Linked DNA regions of Mus musculus: all the other regions are linked to region 1. The links are chromatin contacts, called in public Micro-C maps. All regions are on one chromosome and are shown on one strand. The core of a region is the stretch at or near the end of the contact, and the rest is flanking DNA. Distances in the headings are between cores, read along the strand shown. Region 1 has its middle 19 kb from the start of Serp2. Region 2 has its middle 33 kb from the start of Lacc1. Region 3 has its middle 39 kb from the start of Gm30365. Region 4 has its middle 97 kb from the start of Gm30365.

Region 1 (6,334 bases), core at 2,409-4,908:
TAATTAGTGGGTTTTCCCATATTTCCTACAGTGACCAACACAAGCCCTTGTCTTAATAGCTGAAGGAATCTGACCTTTCTGTGTCAAATAATAGTTATGCATAAAGCAGGTAGATGAGCAGTGCCATTAGTACCCTAATTGATATCGCCAGCCCAAGAAACACGTTCATGAGAATTAACTTCTTTCTTATGGTTTACTTCAGTCTATGTCAGTGGTGCTCAATCTTCCTAATGCCATGGCCCTTTAATTCAGTGCTTCGTCTTGTGGTGACCCCAACCTTAAAATTATTTTTATTACTACTTCATAACCATAATTTTGCTATTGTCGTGAATCATAATGTAAATATCTGACATGCAGGATATCTGGTATATAATCCTTGGGAAAGGGCTGTTTGACTCCCCCTGCTTTGGGGTGTCACCAAAGGAGTAGTGACTCACAAGTTGAGAACCCTGATGCTCTAGGGAAGATGGGGGACCAGTATGGTGCCAAGACTGGGGATCTGAGTTCGGTCCCTGGACCCCACAAGGTGGAAGGAGGCAACCAACTCCTGCAGGCTGTTCTCTGTCTGACCTCCACAAACGTGCCATGGCGCATGTGCACACACATTCACTGGGATGTGCACATCTATACACGAGGAGGAAGGACAGAGAGAGGAAGGAGAAGCAGAAGGAGGAAGGGAGGAAGGAGTAAGTCATAGGAGACATATATATTAAGAACACATATTTTATATTTTCCAAAGATCATCCATGTACTTTATCAATTCGATAACTGCTTTGTGAATCAAAAAAAAAAAATCTCATTTTACACACCAAGTGAAATACAAAAGGAGTGACTTGTTAAGATGACAATAGCTAAGTGAAAATCAGAAGAATGTAGCTGCTTAAATTCTTAAGTGCCTTTTCCATCTTCTCTGAAAGTAACCAAGTTGAGCCCACCTGCACTTTTGTTCTGAGGTCTGTAGATTTGCACACCAAATGTGCTCTTAGGCATCTGACCAACTTGATTCCTAAACAACAGCCTCGAATTCTTCTTTTTCTTCCATTCCAATTTATGAACCCCTAAGACTATTTGTTAGGGAAAATAAACCTGACAATCCATTGTGACAGCAAAAGCCAATGCATTCACATTCGTTGGATCTCAGCCTGGCAATTTGCCTGTGTCTTCTGGCATATTCTGATGAAATTACCATTCAACTTACAGTATCTGTCCTCATAGCCCTGAGTGAATTCCCCTGCCCCATTAATCTGTATTTTCATCTAGCCAAGATGTCAACTTGATATCTTATTTTCCATTCTGCCTAACTCACTAGTAACACAATCTGTGAAACAACACATGGAAATGGAAATTGCCTCTAGAATATGTAGCTGTAAACATGTGCCAAGTGGGTCGTGTGGCAGCCTTCAGAAAACACAGTTCAGATAGAATTAGGAGGTTTAGCATCAAAGATCGATCTGTGTTTTTATTTTCAAACCAAGGAGATGAGATTTCCAGAACTCTGAGTGACTTTGATATTTAAGCAGCTTCCTTTTCCGAGCCTTTCAGGCCACACACCCATTATTTTTACATGTAGAGAGTGACAGGAGATTAATTTGTATTCTGTGAAGCCTTTACCCAAAGCATTTGATTAGTAATAATTACTGGTTTTCATTGAATGCCTACTGTGCACCAGAGTTTTCTACACTACTCAAGGAGACTCAGAACTACTACACTGGTTTTATATGTGACTAAAACTGAGGTTTGGAGAACATAATAAACTCACTTAGAGCACACAGTAAGTAGAAATGCAGGATTTGAACTAAAAATCTATGCCCTTGACTACACAGATATGAGTTTAATTTGCCCTGAACTTTTCATCTTTAATAATGGAGTTAAAGATATGTGGAATGCAGAGTGTTAAGGGGATCCTGGAATAATTCTATTTGTGTGTGTGTGTGTGTGTGTGTATGTGTGTGTGTGTGTGTGTATGTGTGTGTGTGTGTGTGTTGAATCGCACTGATACTATCTTCCCTTACTCTCCTCAGCCCTCGATGACCTGATGACAGACAGCAAATACTCTCCTGGAGCCCATAGCGAAGACCAACACTTAATAAACAGTCACACAAGCAAAGTGAAACTGATCCTCTGCCATATTGAATGCTGAGACGGAGACATGATACACATTCAGAGGTCTTGAAAGTTATGGCAATGATGTCATAGCAGAAAACATGAGACTCAGAGTCTATGGAACACTTGCTTTTACACTTTACTGTGCTAGCTTGCTTTCTGATACCGTGAGAAACATCACACCAAAAAGTGACTTGGAAAGGATTTATTTGGTGGACACATCCTAATGACAGTCAATCATTGAAAGTCTGGGCAAAAACTCAGTAGGAGCAGAGGTAGAAAACAAAGGAGTGCCCTCACTGGCTTGCTCAGCTTGTTTTCTTATACAACCAAGGACCACTTGCCCAGGGGTGACACACTGGGCTTGGCTCTCCTACATCACTCAAGAAAATGCCCCCAACAGACTTGCTCAGAAGCCAAAGGAATGGGGTCAATCCATCTGTCAGGGTCCCTCCTTTCCAGGTGACTCTAATGTGTGGCAAGTTGACCAAATAAATAAATAAATAAAATAAATAAATTAATTAATTAACCAGCATATGAAGAAAACAGCAAAAACAATAATTACAGGATCTCCAACCGAGTCTGGTAGTCAGTGACTTCAATCCATTCCTAGTATGTTCCCTACATTCTTGATTTCACAATAATTCTCCCATAGCAAAAAAGACTGTCTCCCGTCGGAACCTAAGCATGTTTTAAAAAGCATATGCTGCCGAGGAATGGAGAAGATGGTAGGAAAAACAGTGTCAAGAATGATGGAGAGTAATAACTGAAGGGTAAAAACTGACATGGTCATTTTGTTAGATATCCATGGGGCTCAAGTATCAGGAAAGCCACTTTGTAAACATTATAAACCCTCGAGGCAGCCAAGTAGCCAGGGCTCCAGCTGGAGGAGCTACAGCACCCAGGTCCCTCTCCAAGACCTTCCAAACTGCCATAACTGTCACAAAGGTCATCTCCAGCCCCTCAACAGGACCCTCCCCAGTTCATGCTAATTTTAAGTGAAAAGTCTGAACAAAAGCCACCAATCTCTGAGCACGAAAACTCACCAATCCCTGAACAGGAAAATCCACCAATCACTGAGCTCCCCAAGCTCAGGGCTGGAAATCCAACCAATCCCCATCGTGAACATCTCCACACTAGACCGTCCACCCCACAAGAACCCCTATGTATATAAGCCCTGCTCTTTGTCCAATTCATTGCTGCTGTCTGCTCTCTCTTGGGATTCTTCCCTTCTCTCTCCAATAAGTCTCTTTTATGAGATTTGCTACCTGGTGTGATTCAGTGGAAAAAGACAAGAAGCTGTTGTAGTTCGTCAAAAGACCCTTACTCAGAAAGACCACAAAGACCGCTGCCATCGCTGCAAAATGCATGAGGATCCAACATGTTGGGGACTCCCCTCCCAGCACGCAGGCCAGAGGAGAGACCAAGAACAAAGAAAGAACACACTTTTTATATCTTTGTAAGGGGCAGATTTGAGCAACAGGGTTCTCATTGGTGTAGCAAGTGACCCTTTCAGGCATTGGTTGGTTTGTATAGTGACTAACTGACCCTTTTGCTTGCCCCCCATGGTGGGTTATTATGATTTGGTTAGCAAGGTAATAGTACATTAACGTCACAGCTGTTAACGTCAAGGGAATTCTCGCACCAAGGTCAGGGTTGTTTGTGGTCTTTGTCGGAATTCAGTGTGGGGCAGGGGGCAGGAGAATTGCTAATCTTGTTATGGTTATTTCTCTGAGAACAGCTAATATTGTTTTGGTAGCTGCAGGCTTAATCATTTTGACCGCTAAAACTATGTTTTTACACTTGTTTAGTCAGCCAGCTTCCTTATCTGGCTCTGTACTTGGCCTGCTAGTACAGTTTGGAAAGTCCTTTTTGAAGGGGGAAGGTACTGGGTGGTCTTGAATTCATTTTGGGTATTACAAAGCTATGAAAAAACTTTGAAAGCTATGAAAAGGCTGAGGTTCCAGCTCAGCTGGGGATCCCCTCCCCTTGGGAGTTGTAACGCCTCAGCTGAGGAGGATTCCTCCCAGAGCTGTGTGGTTCCTGGTCCCCATATCTCAGGATGCCTTTCCTTGGGTCACTGTCTCACCTCAGACTTGTGTGCTTCCTGGGTGTCCGAGTCCCAGGACACCACCTCATCTGAGCAGAAAGGCTACTGAGCAGTAGGGCTGAAATCTGTGAAGTTTTGGATTCCATAGCACCTTCCATTTAGGAACATAGGTGATGCTAAAACATCTAAGTGGAAACATTTTATATATATACCCATATATTATACACACACATATATGCGTATGTGTATATATATATATGGATATAGAAATTTATAGTTAAGTCACTGTAGCCCTCTGTGGCCCCACATTTATTAGCTATTGAATAAGTCTCTAAGGTCGGTCTTGTCAACACTTCCAGTGCACCAGAGGCACTGTCAGCTGAGCCAGACTTCAAAACCTTGACACAGTCGTGGATTGTAGCTCAAGTAAGCATCTGCTCTCATTGCTCAGAGCCACCCTTCTGAGGAAGCTTTGCTCATGGGTGAGCACACAAAGCCTTCCTAGGTCATGGAGTTCTAGAGCTCACGGCTCTGAGTCCCAATGGAGTCTTCTTTCCACACTTCTGAAGCTGCCCCTCAAAGCACAAGAGCTCTGCTCTGAGAAGCCTAGAGGGAAAAAGGGGGGATTCCCCCGAGGTGCTGGGAAGACAGGAGAGGACCACGACAGAGGGATGAAAGAGAGGGGCTGGGGGGCAGCAAAGTGCAACCATGTATTCTTTCTGGTAAAAAGCCCCTGGAATTCTGGTTGGGTAAGGCAAATGCTGAGTCAAAGGTTCTTGTCCTTAAGGAGAGCATTAGGGAACAAGTCAGGCCTTACCGAGAGAGAAGAATTTTCCAATCAATGTACAGTGTCTGTTGGATGCTTGACTCAGAAAAAAAGAGTGGCAGAATTTCAGAAAAAGCCAAAAAAAAAAAAAAAAGACTTATTGAGTTGTCTACAAAGACTTCATAGAGCAAGCAGTGGTGACACATGTCTTTAATCCCAGCCCTTGGGAGGTAGAGGCAGGAAGAAGCCCTGTGAGAAAGAGGATAGCTTGGTCTACAGAGCTAGTTCCAGGACAGCCAAGGCCACACAGAGAAGCCCTAGCTCAAAAGCAAACAAACAAAAACAACAAGGACAACAACAACAACTTCAAGATGGGAGACACATTTATTTTTCTTACCTCTGTCTATGCAAAAATGAAGATAATGGCAAATGCCCCGACCTCAACACAGAGATGCCTATGGGAAAGACTCCTTCCAAAGCTTTGAAGAGACCCCAGAGGAACACACTCTGAAACCAGGCAGCCATTCCCCACCTTCCAAGAACTCACCTCCTTTTAGAATCAGCAGTTCCAGGCTCTAGGAAGCAGCAGCCATGTAACTTTCAGTATTGACACCATTTCTCCAAGTGCCTTCCTTAACCACTATAAAGAATTCACAAAAGGTGGGCCCTTAGCTAGGAACTCTCTGGGCTTTAAACCTCTCTGCACAGATCCAGCCATGTCAGAATGGGTGACTGAAAAGTTTTACACATCTCTTCCTTTGGGAAACAGAATCCCATTTCTGCTGTGGGGTGAGGGAGGGATTTATACGCAATTGGTTCAGGAGTTCCAATAGAGATGGGTGTGCATGGTGATGTCACAGCAATGTGTATGTCCAATGCCATCAGACTACATCCAATGGTGAGAAGCTGGAAGCAATCCCACTAAAATCAGGGACTAGACAAGGCTGTCCACTCTCTCCCTACCTATTCAACATTGTACTTGAAGTCCTAGCCAGAGCAATTAGACAACAAAAGGAGATCAAGGGGATACAAATTGGAAAGGAAGAAGTCAAAATATCACTTTTTGCAGATGATATGATAGTATATATACGTGACCCTAAAAATTCCACCAGAGAACTCCTAAGCCTGATAAACAGCTTCAATGAAGTAGCTGGATATAAAATTAACTCAAACAAGTCAATGGTCTTTCTGTACACAAAGGCTGAGAAAGAAATTAGGGAAACAACACCCTTCTCAATAGTCACAAATAATATAAAATACCTTGGCGTGACTCTAACTAAGGAAGTGAAAGATCCGTATGATAAGAACTTCAAGTCTCTAAAGAAAGAAATTAAAGAAGATCTTAGAAGATGGAAAGACCTCCCATGCTCGTGGATTGGCAGGATCAACATTGTAAAAACGGCTATCTTGCCAAA
Region 2 (6,552 bases), core at 834-3,333, 430 kb before region 1:
CAGTCATTGTAAAGGTTTCAATATAAACTCTACAAGCAAAGAATCGGTCCTTAGTCTAAAGGAGCTCGGTGTCCATGGCAGAACTGTGGCTTGGTTAACTGCAGTGTTTTCATGGGACATCTGGACAATGGGGATCTATCTCCTTTTGGGTAGGAGGAGTTGGAGAGAGCTGCTGGGGAGAAGCTAGGCCTGGGTAAAACACTAACAGATGACAGCGCTGGAAACCTAAAGGATGCGCAGATGATCAGCATTAGGAAATGTGCAGCTGAAAATGCCCTGCCTCTGTGTATTCAGCCGTGGCCCGTCTTTGCAGTCTTTTCTTTTGAGGCGGTGTCTAGAGAAACCTTTCTATCCCTGGCTTGTTGATCATGAGTAGCTTTGAACTCGTGATCTTCCAGCTTCAGCCTTCAAATTACTATATGCCACCGTGTCCAGGCAGCCTTGAGCCATCCAGATCAGCCTTTGGGTCCGCTCTCAGAATGACTGTTCATTTGACAGGTCATATGACTCTTATTCCTGTCCTCCTTTACCCACCCTGTACTCACGATCCATTTGGTGGTGGGTTTTAAATGCCAATTTGTATCTTATTCTCAGCTTAGCTATTCTGGACTCACTCCTAAAAACTCTTTGTAAATTTTACCACTTCCAAACCTCCCTAGCTTCCATTTTGGTCATGCCCCATTGGCCTGGGAGGTCCTCATGCGACCTTGTGAGGCAGTATTCCTAAAAGAAACTAACTGTATAGTAACAAGGTATTTCTATAATATGTTCTGAGGAGTTTTTATAGACTAAATAAACTCCTGATATTGAAAATCCATGGTGACACCGGAATGAGTAGCAATGCTCCCAGCAAATAAATATTCAATAAATCTTACGGAATGAGGGAATTTTACATAATAACCTGTGAATAATCCTGGCTGCAGCGACTTTGTTGTCTGTCTTGCATACACACTTCTTACTGCCAGAGCAATGAGGACAGCAGGAGTGGTTGACAGGGGGAGGCAGTCTGCTGGCCCCATGATTCTACAGATGATTTCCTCTGTTTCTCCTTTAGTCAAAACAAGTTCTGGCTCCCTGGGGCTCTGAGGTGAGCTGAGGGTCAGAGCATTGGAAGAGCCAACCCTTCTCTCAGGGGCTCCCAGCTCGGGATCTTACTTTGTGTTTTCGGAGGAGCCGGTGTTCACTTCTGCTATCTGTTTAGAAGAACTCCGATGCTTTCAAAACAGTTTGTCCTTTAAAACAGATAGGCATTCCCTCTATAATTTGTTTACACTGCTCATGAATAAATTACCAGTGCCACTGATATAGACTCATAGACTCAAGCTTAACTAGCCTTACTGTGGCAGTTGATCATAAATTAGCAGTGTCTACTTAATGCGATTTTATTATCTACATAGACATGTGTCTTCACGGTATATGCCTATGAACTGAGAATCACTGCAATTTAGTGTTAGAAGGAAGCAAAAACAATTCGGCAGGCTGGGGTTGTAGCTCAGTTGGCAGAGTGTTTGTTTAGCATGCACGGAGCCTTGGCGTCAATCCACTGCACCACATAAAATGAGCATGGATGATCATACAAACATGCAATTCAGCACTAGGGAAATGGAAGCAGAGAGGTCAAAAGTTCAAGGTCAGCCTGGGACACATAAGAAGACCATGTCTTCAAAAAACAAAACAAAACAAAGAATAATTCTGCATGAACCTTACACTGTGCAGGTGAAGCAACGAACAAGTAGGAAATTGTTCTTTTTCTTCTACTCAAGAGACTAGCTCTATTTTAAACACAACTCCAAGTCTCATTTAGAGAGATGATTTGCTGCGATTCTACGCTCTGTCGAGCACGCTGCCTGTTACCTAACGTTGCTGCTGTGTCTTCTCAGCTCACTTGAGTCAACAGACACCCTGAAGACAGCTGTGTTTTATTTATCTTTCCATTCCTCATGGAGCCTCCCTGGCTATCGAAACTAGACAGTACTGGATTGGGCTTGGGCATTAAGCTGCAGGCAGCTCTGATCCTATACTGAACAGAAGGAAGCAGACACCAGATGCTAGGTCTCCAGGGTCTTGAAAAGCGTCCTTCTGCTATGTTTTCACTGGTTAGCCTTGCTTAGAGCCCTTGTCCTCCCTTTCTTTACCAGAGAGATAGAAAGATGAGGTACTGTGCCTCAGCCTTTCTTCTCTATTGTTTCCCTAACCCAAGCCACAACTTCTTGAACTAGGCTGGATTTTTGCTGCCGTTGGCTTACACACTTGACTCTGTGTCTCTCAGTTCAGCCCTCTTGACTTTTGGTATTTTGTGGCAAATTAACTCAGACCACCTGCCGTAACAACACTGAGAGTTGAACTTCTTTCTTCCTTGATACTTTTGACCTAAATAAGCGGGGGTTAAATTATTACAAATTTGGACATCAGTGATTCATTTGGCAAATATTTATTGATCACTTAATGTGTAGCACAGTAGAATCTGTTCTGTCTGGTGAAGATATGAAGTAAGAAATAAAACCAAGTTGTGCTTTCGTGGAGTATACATTTGGGTGGAAAATGGATGGGGTAAATGTGAATGAACAGATATGCACTGTGTAGACACCACCAAAGGGCAAACGCTGTGAAGAAACAGAAAGGGAGAAAAGGACATAGAGAATCAGAGGATAAAGTGGTAGTCTTGAGAGGAAGACTAGAAAGGGCCTGGGTAGAGACCTTTTGAAAAATCCTCTGTACATAGGTGGCTTCTGAAGTCATATAGCAAATGAGACCATCTGGACACCGATGCAGTCATTATTGAGATGTATAATGGCGTATCGGCTCTAGGGCATTTAGAGGCAGAAGATGGTGAGGAAGATTCAGAGGGCAGGTTGATAAAGAACAGCCAATGATAAAATAAGCAGTCGTGTTAAATATTCAAAGGCAAAATTGAGAAAGTAATTCAAAATCGAGCACTATCAAAGAAACCCGAAGAGAAAAGACAACTGAGAGACGAAAAGCACATCACATCTCTGGGATCCACTGCTGCAAAGAAATCAGAAAATGAGCAGCATCTACAGAGGGCTGAGCAACCAAGAAAACCATTTCTCTCATTTCTTATTTAACTGTGCATGTATGTGTGAGGTGGGAGGGTGTGGCAGGTCGTGTGTGTGGGCTCGAGCTCGTGCGCACACGCGTATGTGCATGGTCACAGAGGTCAGAGGTCAAATTTTCTAAGTGTTCCCCCAGTGCCATCTACCTTATTCCTTCCAAGACAGAGTCACTCATGAGCATGGAACTTGCTGACAAGGCTATGCTACCTGACCACTGAACCTCAACACTACATTTGTCTCTGCCTCTCCAGCCCTGAGATGGGAAGCATGAGACACCATGCCCAGTCCCTCCACCTCACGTCTGGGAATACATTCAGGTCCTCACGCTTGCCGAGCAAGCACTTTATACACTGAGCTATCTCCCTGGCCTATTCATTCTCGACCTTCCTAATGCTGAGACCCTTTAATGATCCCCACGGAGCTGATCCCCAGCCACAAAATCATTTTCATTGCTACTTAATGTAATTTTGCTACTGTTACGAATCATAATGTAAGTATCTGTGTTTTCCAATGGTCTTAGGCCTCCCCTGTGAAAGGGTCCTTTGTAGGGGGTCACAATCCATAAGTTGAGGACTGCTATCCTAGCTGCAGCTTTGATTTTTCTAAGAAAGGGGAAATCACAACATTTTTATGCACAGAGAGCAAAGATTCAGCAAGGAGGGAAAACTGGTAACGTACAGTAGCTGTTTGCTAGCACACATTCCATCTCCACTGTGCTTTTCTTTCTTGTCATTGTAAAGAGAAACTGCCCTGGCCATAAGCGTGTCATTCCACAGGAACTTAGACAGGGCTCTTCAGTGAAGTCAGCGATATCTTAATGAATTATTTGCAGTTTCTAATCCCAACACAATTTAAAATTCCTCCTCCCCCATGTGTGATAAGTAATCCGTCCTATTATTGTAATTAGATCACCATATAATTAAAAGAACGAAGGCCTTTTCTCTGTGTAGTGCTTCTGTTAAATGTAGCTTCTGTTCCCTGGATTTAAAAAAAAAAGTATTGGAAAACACAAATAAGAGAAAGGTATGTTCCTAGGAACAGAGTTAGAAACTGACCTAATGTCATATCTACTTTCTACTTTTTCTGTATGGATGAAAACTCCAGAGAACATACATAACAAACAAGAGTTTCAAGACACCAGAAAGCCAGCTGTGGTCATCAAGTGTTCCTGTTTCCTAAGCATCAGTGGGATATACTCTTACTAATGTAAAAACAGAGCTTTCTGGATCTAAAAAAGAAGACATTAGAGATTTCTCTTTCCAGCCATTTATCTTACAAATGACCAAGCTCTTACAAATAGTTCTTATACAGAAGCAGAGATGTGCTAGAGGGAAGGCTCAGTGGTTAAGAGCACTTCCTGCCCTTGATGAGGACTGAGTTTGGTTCCCAGCATCCACAGGGTGGCTCACAACCATCTGTAACTTCAGTTTGAGGGGTTGTGATGCCCTCTTTCTGTCTCTATGTGTATTGCACATACCTAGTACACATACATACTTACTTGCAAACACACACATCAAGTAAAAATAAATAACTCTTTTAAAAATGATGCATATGTGACTTGGAACTATTAAGGGTAGTTTTATTACAATTAAAAACATTATGATAATATTTACTATTTCTAGGTCCCAAGCATAGTGCCAGTCACTCTAAATTCATAATCTCATCTAAAATTTAGAGCCACTGTGTGGTGCAAAGTGGACCTTAAAAACAAAAGCTATTTAACTGTCTTAAACAGTTAACCACTTGTCTCTACTTCCTTATTCATACAACAAAATGGGCAGGGGCTTTATCATGCTGACACTCAGGCATGTCATCCGTCCATACTCACGCATGCTTTTGTGGTCATCGATATCACCTGAGAACTTAATAAGTGTACATTTTCACATCCAGGTGGTCCACTGAATCAGGAACTCTTGGAATGGAATTCACAATCTTCATTTTAAAACCCACCCTTCCTCTGGGTGATTCTGATACATGCCAAGGTTTTTGAAGCACTTCTTTAGAACAAAATGTTTTATAGGCACAAAGTAGAAGTTTCTAGACTTTCTACCTGGTCTTAAAAGTATAAGCCAAAGCCATACTGCACCATTTCATATTGACCGTAGGGATCACTACCTTAGACCATAGGGACCATTGCTACCATCAAAGACTTAGAACCTATGGTTGTTTCAAAAAGTTGCTATGCTTTAAATATGTCATCCAAAAAGTATGCTTTAAATTTGATCCCCAATATACAGGTTAGAGAATCTGCCTCATGAGAAGTGTTACCCTCATGGATAGATTAATGTAGACTAGAAAAGGGCTTAAAGCCTCAATTCCAGTCTCCTACTCTCTTATCCTCTCACCCTTTGCTATCGGATAACGGGGAGAAACCCAGCCCAGCTTGATGCTACACTTTGATGTTGGACTTCCTGGCCTCTTACTAAGATGTATGAATTTCTTTTTAGGCTATTATCCAGCCTGTGGTCTTTTCTTACAGAAGCACAGAATGAACTAAGACACAGTGATTCACCATCACATTTTCATGAAAGGCATCATTTCATGACGTTTTCGTGAGTGATAATGGTTTAGTAAAACTCACTCAGTAGTCACTTCAGCCAAAGCTGCTAATGTCTGTATGACCTTCTATATTAAAGCAAATGGCTCCTGACACTAAATTGGCCCTTTTACCATATTAAAAAAATTAACTTGGTCAAGGATAACATAAACTCTGATTCTATGTCAAAACTACTCCCCAAAGGGCCTTAATTGTTTCAATAGCCTCTCATAGGACAACATATTAGTATACTACACCTAAGGTATCATGTTGGTAAAACCCACATAGTAAGAATGACAAATACTCCAAATACTGATAGGCCAGTGTGTAGTAAGTATGCGGCAGATAAAATACATGAAAATGTAAGTAGCCACTATCTCAGAAAGTTCTAGAGTCAACTGTCTGCGTCAAGTGCTGATCTTCTTCCCAGAGGAAGATGCTGTGCTCCTCATTTCCTATGACTAGGAGAGAAAAGCGAGGTTAGGACATATTTTTGAATTCTTTTTTTTTTAAGGATAACATATTTGCTTATATGAAATGTATTTATTTATTGAGAATTCCATACAAGTATCTAAGGGATTTTGGTCATATCTATTCTTCCCTCCTAATCCAACCACTTTTCTCAATATTCATACCAACTTCATGTCCTATTTTTATTTTATATTTGATAACCCACAGAGTTCAATTAGTACTGCCCATGTGTACAAAGGTGTTCGGTCACTCACTGGAGAGTGAGCAACCTGCCGGGGGCCAGACCCCTGAAGAAAATGTACGCTCCCTCTCGCAGCCGCCAACTGCTAATAACTCCTCAGCTAGTCATGAGCCCCTCCCTCACCCACGCTGCAACATTGACTGGCTCGATCTTCATCAGGTCTTGTGAAGGCAACTGCAGCTATGGTGAGCCCTGTCATCTCCAGAAGACGATAGATCACAGCCGTCCTC
Region 3 (6,462 bases), core at 3,715-6,214, 300 kb before region 1:
AGCTCCATCGGTTGAGCAAGAAGAGTCAATAGACTCTAGGCCAACTGGGGTTGCAGAGGTTGGACTTACCAGCTGTTTCGTAGCTTTATTTCTGTTGTTGAGATAAAATGCCCTGTTTTTTGTTTTAAACAAAAAACAAACAAACAAAACCATCAACAACTTAGAGGAGAAGAAGCTGATGTTAACTTGTAATTCTGAGGAAGTCAAAAAGGCAGGAACTTGAAGCAGCTAGTCACATCACACCCTCAGTCAAGACCAGAGGGGAATGAGTGTGTAAAAGCCTAGTAGAACTCAGCTCTCTCTGGTCTTGACTATAGACGAATGAAGTCCTTCCTAGGGAGTGGTGCTGCCCACAGAGGTCTGGGTCTTCCTACATCATTGAAATTGTAATCAAGGTAATTCTCCCACAGACAGACAGCCCACAGGCCTCCCTGATCTGATTGATCATACATTTGGGTTAAGTTGACAATTGACCATCACATTTCCCTTGGCCAAACTCTTTCTGCTTTGCTCAGTTGATTAGTAAAAATCTTTTTTCCTACAGTAGTCTCAATTTTATTTGTATCAGCTATCCTGTGGCATGTTGAATTCCCCCTATGCCCCCCTACCCCTTGCCCCACTGGCCTTAATTTGAGTTATCAGACCCTTTAAGAACATAGTCACCCTTTCTAAAACCTTTCCTGTATCCAAATAAGACATTTGTATATTTCTTTCATCTCCCTGCTTCCCAATCTAAAGATGACAATAATAGCCTTTTGCAATGTGACTCATGAATGTGGGGTTTTGTTCTTTTAAAGTACTACTTAGTGTGAAAAATCATCAATAATGTGTATGTCTTTTGTTCCCTCCTTGATCTGATAGCTCCATGTGACAGAGGTCTGTTTGCCCATCATTTATCCCCCAAATCAGTGTCTGAAATGAAGTAAGCCTCCAATAGACATTTGCTGGTGAAAGTGGCTGGGTCCTAGCCCCCGCTCTTCTCACTGGTTACTTACAAATGTGTCTATGGCTTGAATAATATAAAGTGACCAACAGAGGAAGCAATACTTCAATTAGTAAAGCCATCACTGGATATAAGGTTGGTTGCTAATTAGTTCTGGATTCATGCGAAGGTTTTCTCTTCCCATTGCTGTGACAAAATATCTAACAGAGGAACCTTAGAGAAGGAAGGTTTTATTGTAAATTATGGTCTAAAGATACCCAGGGTCAAGGGGCTGGGGATTTAAGTGGCTGGTTATGTTGTATCTGCAGCTAGGAAGCTGAGAATGATGCAGACTGGTACCCAACTGGCTTTCCCCTTTATCAACAGCCCAGCCCAGTGCTAGTGAAATGGTGCACGTCTCCATTCCAGCTGAGTCTTTCTAACTCAGTTAAACCAGAAATGCCTTCATAAGCATGCTCAGAGGTTTGTCTCACTCCTCATTTTAAAATCCTTTATGTTTGCAATCAAGATTAATCATTCTACATTCATAAGTCTGCATAATGTACCCCTAAAATTTCAGAGGTATTTTAAACTATAACACATTATAACCCCCTCTATTGATTACCCCAAACTACTACATCTTTCAAATGAAATCACTGCTTACCCAGGGGATGTGTATATGTGTGTATGTATCTATATCTATAGATACAGATACTCATTCATTCTTAGAGCTGGTAAATTTGGCTCAATAAATGTGCACATTATTTTCTGCTTGCGTTCATGCTGCCCAACCTTTTGTTAGTCCCGTGTCTATCACCAGCATAATCACTGGGCCCTGGCACTAAAGGTCAAACACCCTATGTCACCAGCTGTGACCCACAGTCCCATCTTGTTGCTGAGCAGATTTCTAAGGAATGATTTTGATGTTTTATTTATTAAAACTGGAAACAGGGACAGGATAAGCTATTGTTTGGGTTCCTATCTCTCAGTGCCTGTGTTTGGCTTTCACTCATTTGTAATTCTTCATCTCTCAAGTGTTATGCTTTATTATTTAGGAATATTTTAATTACTATCTTATCAACTTCAATAAAACAAAAGTTTATCCAATATTGAGAAATGCCTAGTGGCTTCAGGCCACTCTAATTAAAGATCAAAGCATATCACTTATGGGCCAAATACTGCTTGAGATCCCTTGTGGACACTCAACAACAACAACAACAACAAAGAAAAAACAAGAAACAAGAAACTAAACAACACAATTTTTTTGGTTTTTTTTTTGGTTTTTTGTTTTTTGTTTTTTTTTTTTTTTTTTTTTTGGAGTCAACTAAGAAAATGCATTGGCTTTTCATATTGCCATGTGGCTGAGAATCTGGGGGAGGGCATGGGGGTGAGGGAAATGCTGTAGAGAAACCACTACAAAGCATAGAGGCTATAATTTTAAAGTCTATTTTTGACCAACAGAAATTTTCATGTTGTTTAGAAAAGCATCCCATATCAAGGTAGTCAAAATATCCCATTGATTATTATAATCAGCAATGTTAAACATGGAGTTCACACCCCCTCTTTAAGCCTAGGTTATTTCTGACCGAATGTGCACTTGAGCTATGGCCAAGAGGATGCTAAGTGAAGGAGTCAGGAAGCAGGGATGGAATTTCCGGGGCCCCATTGAAGTGTAGCAGCTATATCACCACTTTTTTTTTTTTACTATCCATGAGTAATGATTCTGGAATTTGACGATGTACCTTCATCAAATTTCAATGTCTCTGTAAAATCAAAGGGCATATGGCAGTGGACCAAACCAAGAGCTCCGAGTTATTCTTAACACAAACAGCATGTCCTTTGCCCTGTAGTGTTTTCAGCCAAACTCATGCTGCATACACAATACTCACAGAATATACGGGATAGTTAGCAGCCATGAGGTTGCCTGCATGAACTAGCTGTCTCTGCTTTATGAGTTTGGGAAGGAGATGGGAATTCAGGTTTGGTTACCCATGGGACATTTCACCAAGCTTACTCAAGCTCACTTGAGAAGGGCTAACCCTTTCCCCAAACTGGTAACAGGTTGGATATTACATATCACACAATAATAAATTTGATAAAAAGGTGGGTGTGCACAGGGATAATTTTCTCATAAAGAGATCCTTCAGAATTGTAGAATGCTCACTGAACATGTCCAAGGTCCTAAATCTAATGAGAGGGGGGCGAGAGGGGGAGAGAGAGAGAGAGAGAGAGAGAGAGAGAGAGAGAGAGAGAGAGAGAGAGAGAGAGAGATTGACTTTACAGTAGTTTAAGGAATACTAATGTGCTCAATTTTTTTCTCCTCTTAATGCAAAATATTCTCTCCCCTTGTTCTTGTCTTTCCTTCCCACCCACCCCCATATTACTTAGAAAAGCATCTGTAGTCAGGGGTGCAATGTCATTAGACCCCCTACTAAAGTGAGTGAAAGTCACCCTTTTTGTAGCTCTAATGTTGGAACCCTTTTCTCCCTTGATTTTCTGTGTTTGTGTGTGTTGGTGTTAAGGTGTATGAAGACTGAATGTGTGCAGGGTTATATGGGGGAGCCAGAGGGCAGTCTGGAGAGTCTGCTACCCAGGTGCCATCCACCTTTACATAATACAAGGGGTTTTATTTGTTTTGTTTTGTTTTGTTTTGTTTTTGATATAGGGTGCCTTCCTGGCCTAGAAGGCACCAAGCATGCTAGGTTGGCTGATCATCGAGCCTCTGGGAGCCACTTGTCTCTCTTCCCCCACACTAGTAGGCATCTAAGCCACTATGCTGAGCTATTTTTTTTAACGGGTTTTAGGTATTAAAGTCAGGGCCCTCTTTGTAAGGCAAGCATTTTACTGACTGTTCTGTTAACCCAGACAAGAGGCTGTCGATTCCATAACCGGTCATAGTCTTCCTAGGAACCGAATGGACCGGTTATTCCCTAGAGTAGGACATTTGATTGTGTGCCTTCCTGGGCACCGTTTGATGAATAACACCCCCTAAACACTTGCTGATAGACGCACTTACAGGTCCCATAAAGGAAAAACTACGTGTCTATTATTTAATCCCCATCCCTTCCTCATTTGTCCACCAGATGGCAGAACAGGGGCCAGGATAGAAGCTAAAATATTTTTGATTTGCTAATGTAGTAAGTATGAAGTTACATTAAAAGCAGGAAATAAGCACCTAAATGTAAACCTATGACTTAATGTCCATTATATTGGCAGCATGAAAATATATTGCAAAAAAACCAAGATGGTGGAAAACTTAGGTACTAAGTAAGTTAAAAGTTCAACAATGAATTGAAGGGCCTGGATATACTGTTACTCTTGTGCAATGGGCAGAGGGGACAGGAAAGTACTTAATGAAGGTTCTTTCCCGAGCCTACTTTTGAACCTGAAACTAGAAATAGAAAATGGTCTCTTTTCTTCATGCTGTGACAGCCCTGGGCCTGGCAAGTGTGACATTCTCTACCTATATGCAAAGTTAATTTTGAAACAAGCCCTTTAAGTTCAACTCAAGGGCAGCTAAAGTATATAAAGAAATATTGAGTTGGGGCTCTGGGGATCATTGCCCAACATAAAGGCGAGTCTGTGTGCTCACAGCTGGTAAATGTTTAACACAGTCCGTGTTATTAAGCATTGCCCAAGTTTATTTAGCAACCTCTTAAACAAACAGGGGTGATGCTTTATTATTCTCATCTAAATGGATTTAAAGTGGAGGGCACAAAGAAGATAGGCTGGCTTGTTGATATTCTCATCGGTGTGTCTTCTTCACATGTGGATATAAAGCTTTGCTCCTGGATTTGCAGAGGTTATCGTCAGAGAGACATGGCCATGAAGCTGTACCTTACAGAGGAAGGGCCAAGTGGAGTGAGATGGTTTTGAGAATATGTATATCAGGCAATAACCCACACGAGAGAAATGGAAAGTGAATTTTATGACAGCGGTTGTAGGACATTTTAATCCTCATCTTGAGGTGCACACCGAGTCATAGCTATTTGCTTAGCCACTCTACTCTCTAAGGCCCTGGCTTTAACCTTTTCTGGTCACCATGGCAACAAGGACACAAATACAAAGGCCATAGCACTCTCCAGCACTGTGAGGAAGAATTTCCCACTGTATACACAGTACGTATAGTTGACCTAAGCATAGCAGGAAGAATGTGGTGTAATTTTAAACACAGTAAATTGAGTCATAAAATGGAAGTGGATGCAGCTAGGAAAATGTTACCAACAAAGGAAGGGAAATAGTGCTGTGTTGCCGTTCCCACTAAAGCCCACAGTGCCCTCCCTCTTCTCCTTGCCTGATATAAGGAGAACCATGAAAACAAAGCATCCAAGCTTTGATTTTGCTTTTTTTTTTTCCCCTTAAGGCCCAGACCTAAAATAAATGATTCATTTCTAGGCCAACCATAAACGAGTGATCTGAGATGCTGATCTTGAAAGCACTTCATCATTTCCAATCACTGGCTGAAACAGGCTCTGCTAAAAATCCTGTGGTTCACTCCGCATTTCCAGAGAAGCAGCCAAGCTCTGGTACGGCTCTGACCTGATTCCTGGACGAGGCTGTCTGAACGAAGCATCTGTAGAAAGAAAGGTTGGAGCTGACTGTGGAAGGAATTATGGAGCCGTCCCTTGTGTTCAGTCCTATGCACTAAATAATACTGGGAGAACTTGAAAAAGGATATGGGGATAACAAGATTCAAGCAGCTTCCCTGGGCAGGAATGAAGAGCCACAGAAGAAATTCAAAGTTTAAAAAGACTAGACAAAAAACCAAAAAAACAAAAAACAAAAACAAAAACAAAAACAAACAAAAAAACAAGAAACAAAACAAAATAACAAGAAAAGCGGCAGCATTCGGGGACTTCTGCCAGACCTGAATTGATTTGTTTCTCAGTTTGACTGATCAGCATGGGACAAGCAGCCATCATTATTGAATCATTTTCTTTGTCTTGGTTTGACTGTTTGCATTTTTTTAGTAGGGGAACTTGGGCGATAGGCAGATACAACGCCACTGTACTTGACGTGAGCTGCCATGCCAACTGAGGGAAGGAACCAGAGCTCCTTTTCCTGCGACTCCCATTTGTCCCTCAGATACCTGCCTGTATTGAGAGCTGTATTGCGAAGCACAGCCCCATCAGTGCTGTTGTAGTTGTGGGTGTTGCGGTTGTGGATGTCATTACTCAGTCCTTCGGTTCTCTGCTGTCTACAATGGGTGTGAGGTTAAATAAATAACGAGTGGTTATATGTATGTCCACCGCCTAACACCTACCATTGCATGGTTCCCAAAGAAATGCCAACAACAGACTTAAAAGTATCAGAGACTCTCATCACTTCTTCAAGGAGGAAGTATAGCTGAGGAGAAAGAATGTCAGGAAACCAAGGAAACAAATTCATGCCCCAGCTGGGCCGCAGCCAGCTGTGAGACTGAGAGCCTCCCAGCTGCTCTGGGGTTCAGTTTTCTCATCTGCAAAATTAGGATGCTGGCCTGAACCATCCCCCGTTTAATACATTTTGTTACTCTACGGGGAATTCAGAGGTCTTTGCTC
Region 4 (5,816 bases), core at 547-3,046, 360 kb before region 1:
CACAGGGATAAGACTAAGATGTCCGTTGGGCTGTATTCTTTCAAAAAGCATCCCTGGATGCTTCCGTCTTCCATGTCTTTACAAAAATGCTCACGTGAGGATTAGCCATGGCAAGGCACACACATGTAGGCAGAAGACATGGCTCAGGAAATCAGTTCTCATCCCCCACCTTAGGAATGCACAGACTCTCTTCTTTTTGCTCAGGGGCACTTTGGTTTGCTGTCCCAACAACTTCCCTGGATTCTCTTATGGCTGTCTCCTGTGGAAGCTTTATTCTGCCTTCTACAAATTGCATTGCTGCCTAAAGGGTACATGATTCAGAGCAGGACCCCCTACCAACACTGTGTTTGCCTGGTCCTGCCTTTCCTCCCAAATGATGCTGGCCTCAATCTAGACACCTTTCTGCCAGATGCTGCAGGAACTCTGTAAGGGGCAATCTGCTCCCCTGGCCATTTCACTCCTGGCCAAGTCCTTCTGCAGACCTCAGCTCACTCCCGTAGGACCTCTCCATTTGCCTGCCTGGTGACACAAGTCTCCTCAGCATTTGCCTTCAGATTATTACCGGCAGTTGTTAATTTTGGCTTTGAGTCTGTCTGGATAGATGCTAGTGAGCAGCACTGGTGATCTGTATATTTAACAAATACTAGACTTTTTGTGACCATCAAAGGACCCCCCAGATGTGACAACTGAACTCTGCTCACTTTCTTAAGGGATCTTTGCTCCTAACGTGACAGGGCATGGAGAGGTCACATTGTGACTTTGCTTCCATGGTTAACATCTGGACAATACAAAAGGTATTTTTTCCCCCTCACAACAGTCTCTTTGGTAAGTGATAATGTTTGTCCCCTGACATTCAGTGGGGGATCAGTTTGTTTTCTGTCTCAGGGAACTGAAGTAAAACCAGTTTAAAGTTATCCACAAAAACGACTTCACCGAACATTAATTCTTTCAGCACATTATTACAATTTCTAACTGCACCTTAACTGCATTTTTCCAAACTGTATGATCTAGAAGATCTTTATAGAAATAAAACTATGAAACCAAGAGCTGGTACAGGCAGCAATTGGGGCCTACCAGTTAGCTCTCATTTGTAGCATCTTCTCTTACTCACTGAACGTAAACCTAGAGGGAGAAAATACATTGCTTTTTCAAACATTTTTCCTAACACCTTTTGCAGGAATGGAATGTACTCATCTCACAGAGTCTGAGTCCAAAGGGTAGATATCATTTCTGTGCTGGCAACCAAAGGAAGAAGGCATGTGGGGTGTCAGGGCACTGTGCCATGTAAGGATGACAGAAGTCTCTCTGTTTTCTGAAGCCTTTTTTTTTTTTTTAAATAAGAAAAATATAGGCCAGTGAGATGGCTCCAGAGGTAAATGCCATTGTCACCAATTGTGATGACCTGAGTTTGGTCACTCCACCCGACCTCTGACCTCCAGATCCACACGGTGAAAGGAGAGAATAGATTTAAGTTTTCTCCACATGTGCACCTCCACTACACACACACACACACACACACACACACACACACAAACACAGAGTAGACAATAAATAATGTTAAAAAGCTGACAAAGATACATAAAATAAATTGTTTTTAAGTCTGTTTCATGTACACATGCCTGTGTATGGTGTGTGTGTATGTGTGTGTGTATGGCAGGTGGAAAGAGAGAGAGAGAAACAGAGACACAGAGAGAGATGCAGAGGAGACACAGAGAAAGACAGAGAGGGGGCAGAGGGAAAGAGGGGAGAGGGAGAGGGAGGAGGAGGGGGAGGGAGGACGTTACACATAAGCCAAGTCAAGGTTAAAATCTTGTAGAGCACTGCCGGGAGCCATGGCCTCAGCCATGGCCTTGTGGATATTTTCTAGCTTACATAAACAATCCTGAGAGAACATTCATGGTCATAACAGTAAGAATGTTTGTGAGAAAAGAGGACACTGTGACCGTTGGTTCCAGGAGCTGAAGATTGCCACCTGACCTTCAGAGAACCCCGGGCTCTTTCCCCCTTCCTTGGAGCCTCCTCTTGCTTATGCTTACATTGCCACTCCTGAATAAAGTTTTCAGAGCTTGATCAGTATGATTGACTTGCTCTCATTCTTCGTGTCTCTTCCTCTCTCTCTCTCTCTCTCTCTCTCTCTCTCTCTCTCTCTCTCTCTCTCTCTCTCTCTCTCTCTCCTGCCCTGGGTTCCCCGATTGTCCCTGTAAGCTCAGGGAAGAGCACCATGGCAGCCCTGCAGGGCTTCTTTTGTATTTGGCAAGAGTGTGCACATGTGTGCAGAATAACACACATGTTATCCTGTTAAACTCTGTTAGCAAAACAACATGTGTTCTTTTCCTTGATATTGGTCTGGCTGGTGTGCGCTTGGGTCTAGAGAAGCATTCCCACAGATACTGATGTTTAGCTCTGTGCTGCCTGTCAGACTGATGGGTGGGAATGAGTTGTGAATGTCTGTCAGGCCTGCTTCTGAGAAGTCTGCCAACCAGAAGCTTCGCTGGGCTGACTTCACCAGAGAGGCTCAGCACTACCCAGTGGAATGGCTGCTGGGGGGAAGCTAAGCAACAGAGAATCTCAAGGAGTGTGGGTAGCAGTGACTTTGCAGGGGAAGAACTTGATAGCATGGTAATTGATGAGCAGTTGATGCAGTTTTTCTTGATGTTGTCGTAATTACTTTCCCGTGCAAATGAAAGAATAAACAAGAGGCAACAATGAGCTTGCATGATCCATTTTTTTCTTTGTTCTAAAATCATTTCATGCATAAAGCATATTAATATGATTTGTTGGGTTTATTCATTTCTGGATCTTCAGAGATGTACTAACATTGCCCAAGAGGAGGGGATTGGTTCTCTCTCTCTCTCTCTCTCTCTCTCTCTCTCTCTCTCTCTCTCTCTCTCTCTCTCTGTCTCTCTCTCTTCCTCTGTCCCCCTCTTCCCTCCCTCCCTCCCTCCCTCCCTCCTTACCTCCCTCCCTCCCTACCTCCCTCCCTGCACCACCCAGCAGGTAAGTTCTACATCTATTAATGTAAGCTGTTTTGCTTTGGGTGATACTGCATCCTATGTAGATATGAGCATTCCAACTGTGTTGGTCTGCAGCTTGGATAAAACAGCACGCCTTTGGAACCAAGCTTCAAAGAAGAAACCCCACATGGGGTTTTGTTTGTTTTTGTTGTTTTCGTTTAGCACCATCTTTTAAAGGGAACTATTTGTCTGCTCAGTTTTGACTTATTGTCTTAGAAAATGGAGAGAGTTGTGTAGTCTCCCTTTCTTAAAAAAAAAAAAAAAGACTGGAATCAGTACAGGGGGAGGAGGGGGGTCTCTGGCACAAGCAAGAAACCTTGAACAATGGAAACTCCCAGAAATCTATGAGGGTGACCCTAGCTAAGACTCCCAGCAATGGGGGACATTGAGCATGAAATGGCTATTTCCTGTAACCAGAAAAGACTTCCAATAGAGAGAGTGTACACCAATCCTGAGACCCACAATTTGTCCTACCTACAAGATGTGCAGGGATAAAGATGTAGTGGAATTTGAGGGGATGGACAACCTAGCTCAGCTTGAGACACAGCTCATGAGAAAGAGAGAGAGCCCTCCATTGACACTATTAATGACATTCGACTCTACTTGCAGACAGAAGCCTAGTATAACTGTCATCTCTGATGCTTCCCCTAGCAACTGATGGAAACAGATGCAGCGACCTACAGCCAAACGTTAGGAAGAGCTTGGGGAATCCCATGGAGAAGGGGGGAAGAAGGATTGAAGGAGCCAGAGAGGTCAAGGAGATCACAAGAAAACCTACACACAACTAACCTGGGTCCACAGAGGCTCACAGAATCTGAGCTGCCAATCAAGGAGCATGCATGAGATGGACCTAGGTCCTCTGTACATATGTAACAGTTGGGCAGCTCAGTCTTCATGTGGGACTCCTAACAGCAGGAGCAGGTGCTGCATTTGATTCTGTTGCCTGCCTCTGAATCTCTTTCCTAACTGAGCTGCCTTGCCTAGCCACAATAGGAGAAGATTCACCTTGTCCTACTGCAACTTGATATGCCAAGGCAGGTTGATATCTATGGGAGGCCTCCCCTTTTCTGAGGAGAGAGAGAGGACTGGAGGATGGGGGGGGGGTGGGGAGAGAGGGGAAGATGCAATCAAGATGTAAATAAAAAATATTAATTTGAAAAAAGAAAATGCATTCTCATTATATATCATTTTATATAATATATACACATTTGTGTGTATGATATGTGTATGTATATATGTGTGTATATACACACACATGTACATACATGTATATAGATGTATATATGTACATATAGATATGTATAGATATAAATATATGTATATATGTGTATGTATATATAGAGAGATATAAATATATATATGGATGGAAGGATGGATGGATGGATGGATACAGTTGGAGGAGGAGATATTCCTCAGCTCTTGGTACTCTGTTCCAACTGTTTTCTGGATCAAGCTGTGTCTGAAGCAAGAAGGTGATGGGAGACAACCAAAAGGGACTTGAAGCTGACTTCTCAGCTCCCCTCTCTGCCATCTATTTTTTTTTTTATTTTCCTGTTCTCATTTGTTGGGATCAATGACCTCCCAGAGCAGGGTAAGAGGTAGAAGAATTGCATAGCATCTAAGAAGGCAACCCCAGCTACCCACAAGCCAACATGCCGTAATAATAAAACTAACAATTTCCTGCGAAGTGTAAAACTGGAAAGTACTCTTGGGGTTAATGAAAAATTTAATTAATTAATTGGTGTTACTCTGGTTCTTGTCAGGGTGAAAATGACCCAGGAGAACACACACATGAATTTACTGTTAATAAATTCAAACCAGCATTTTTATGGCCTAAGAAATAAGTGCGGATATCTGAGATGAAGCTCTCTGGCAAAGCCCCGAAACAACACAGACAACTTGTCATGAGAGAAGGATGCTCAGTGGAGCAGATCCCGGGAAAGAACGCTTCCTGGGATGCCACTGCGGCTTTCTGCTCCAGTGGCTCAGAACTCCTTGTGCAGCAGGATAGTGGTGTCACAGGTAGCAAATCTGAAGAAATTCTAGTTCCGTTTAGACCTCAACTGACCTCATTCACACCATGATCTTTAGAGCTTGCTGGGTAATGTGAATATAATGGTAACTGTTTTCATCTACCTGAGGATGTGGGCTGGCCCTGGTTTTAGAACTGCTGGCACCTTCAGAGGCAGGCATTGCAGTCGTACAGTAGCACATAGCTCCTTGTCATCCCAACCTTTGAATGTCACATGTGGACTTTTTTTGACCTGCTGTTTTTGCTGACAGAGCTACCTGTAGGTATCTTCCACATCTGAGGTGGCTTCTTGCTCAGTAACAACTTCTACAATGTCACTTTTCTGGCTCTTTCCTCCTGTGAGAAGTATAGCACCTATCAATACACTGGTCTTTAGAGATTTGGTGATGTAGAAATTCTATCTATTGTTAACAATCAAACCAAAGGGGCTGACTAAGGGTCTGTAATATACAACTCTGGAGGCAATGGAATCAGATCTTGCAAGGATAAACTTGCTCTTCAGCTTTCTGGAGAACCTTTGAGTAAAGCTCATACTTAGGACTTACTATGCCTTCTTCAGTCAAGCAAACAGTTGCATGCTCACGGGTCCTCTTGGTGGGCTTATGCCACTCTGAGGAGCTTTTTCCTTGGTAGCTAGCATCTTCACTCCTTCAGATTTTCCCATTGAAAACATCCCCTGATGTTTCTGGCTTCCCCAAAACCTTTGCAGATCACTCCTCTCTAAATCTCTGGGTGTGTTGGAGATAGCTCAGCAAGTAAAGGCCCTTGCC

What was found. A called contact is a pair of places that touch in the nucleus more often than the background predicts.
Region 2: a contact with region 1 is called in a Micro-C map of granulosa cells, with 6 times the contacts expected there. The contact joins two enhancer-like sites. A contact is called at or near these places in 4 of 39 promoter capture datasets (the HPC-7 cell line, maxillary cranial neural crest, second pharyngeal arch cranial neural crest and 1 more), 2 of 15 datasets of contacts at CTCF or cohesin (the NIH/3T3 cell line and large pre-B cells), 6 of 484 Hi-C or Micro-C datasets (the AML12 cell line, adipose-derived mesenchymal stem cells, bone marrow-derived macrophages and 2 more), 2 of 115 datasets of contacts at active chromatin or transcription factors (embryonic basal ganglia and embryonic stem cells) and 1 of 9 other capture datasets (embryonic stem cells).
Region 3: a contact with region 1 is called in a Micro-C map of granulosa cells, with 3 times the contacts expected there. The contact joins two enhancer-like sites. A contact is called at or near these places in 3 of 39 promoter capture datasets (the HPC-7 cell line, frontonasal cranial neural crest and hematopoietic stem and progenitor cells), 1 of 15 datasets of contacts at CTCF or cohesin (large pre-B cells), 11 of 484 Hi-C or Micro-C datasets (the AML12 cell line, bone marrow-derived macrophages, cumulus cells and 4 more) and 7 of 115 datasets of contacts at active chromatin or transcription factors (astrocytes, embryonic basal ganglia, embryonic stem cells and 4 more).
Region 4: a Micro-C map of granulosa cells shows a contact between it and region 1, with 3 times the contacts expected there. The contact joins two enhancer-like sites. A contact is called at or near these places in 4 of 484 Hi-C or Micro-C datasets (bone marrow-derived macrophages, granulosa cells and uterus).

The regions. Positions count from the first base shown.
Region 1 is chr14:76,572,940-76,579,273 of GRCm38.p6, reverse strand. No RefSeq gene overlaps it. Among named protein-coding and RNA genes, the nearest start is that of Serp2, 19 kb to the right of the region's middle. Within about 2 kb of position 3,658, at least 4 of the 459 cell types and tissues checked have an H3K27ac peak or open chromatin away from gene starts, as enhancers often do. A contact at or near this core is called in granulosa cells, where this site is marked.
Region 2 is chr14:77,000,307-77,006,858 of GRCm38.p6, reverse strand. No RefSeq gene overlaps it. Among named protein-coding and RNA genes, the nearest start is that of Lacc1, 33 kb to the left of the region's middle. Within about 2 kb of position 2,083, at least 28 of the 459 cell types and tissues checked have an H3K27ac peak or open chromatin away from gene starts, as enhancers often do. A contact at or near this core is called in granulosa cells, where this site is marked.
Region 3 is chr14:76,873,728-76,880,189 of GRCm38.p6, reverse strand. No RefSeq gene overlaps it. Among named protein-coding and RNA genes, the nearest start is that of Gm30365, 39 kb to the right of the region's middle. Within about 2 kb of position 4,964, at least 146 of the 459 cell types and tissues checked have an H3K27ac peak or open chromatin away from gene starts, as enhancers often do. A contact at or near this core is called in granulosa cells, where this site is marked.
Region 4 is chr14:76,932,266-76,938,081 of GRCm38.p6, reverse strand. No RefSeq gene overlaps it. Among named protein-coding and RNA genes, the nearest start is that of Gm30365, 97 kb to the right of the region's middle. Within about 2 kb of position 1,796, at least 7 of the 459 cell types and tissues checked have an H3K27ac peak or open chromatin away from gene starts, as enhancers often do. A contact at or near this core is called in granulosa cells, where this site is marked.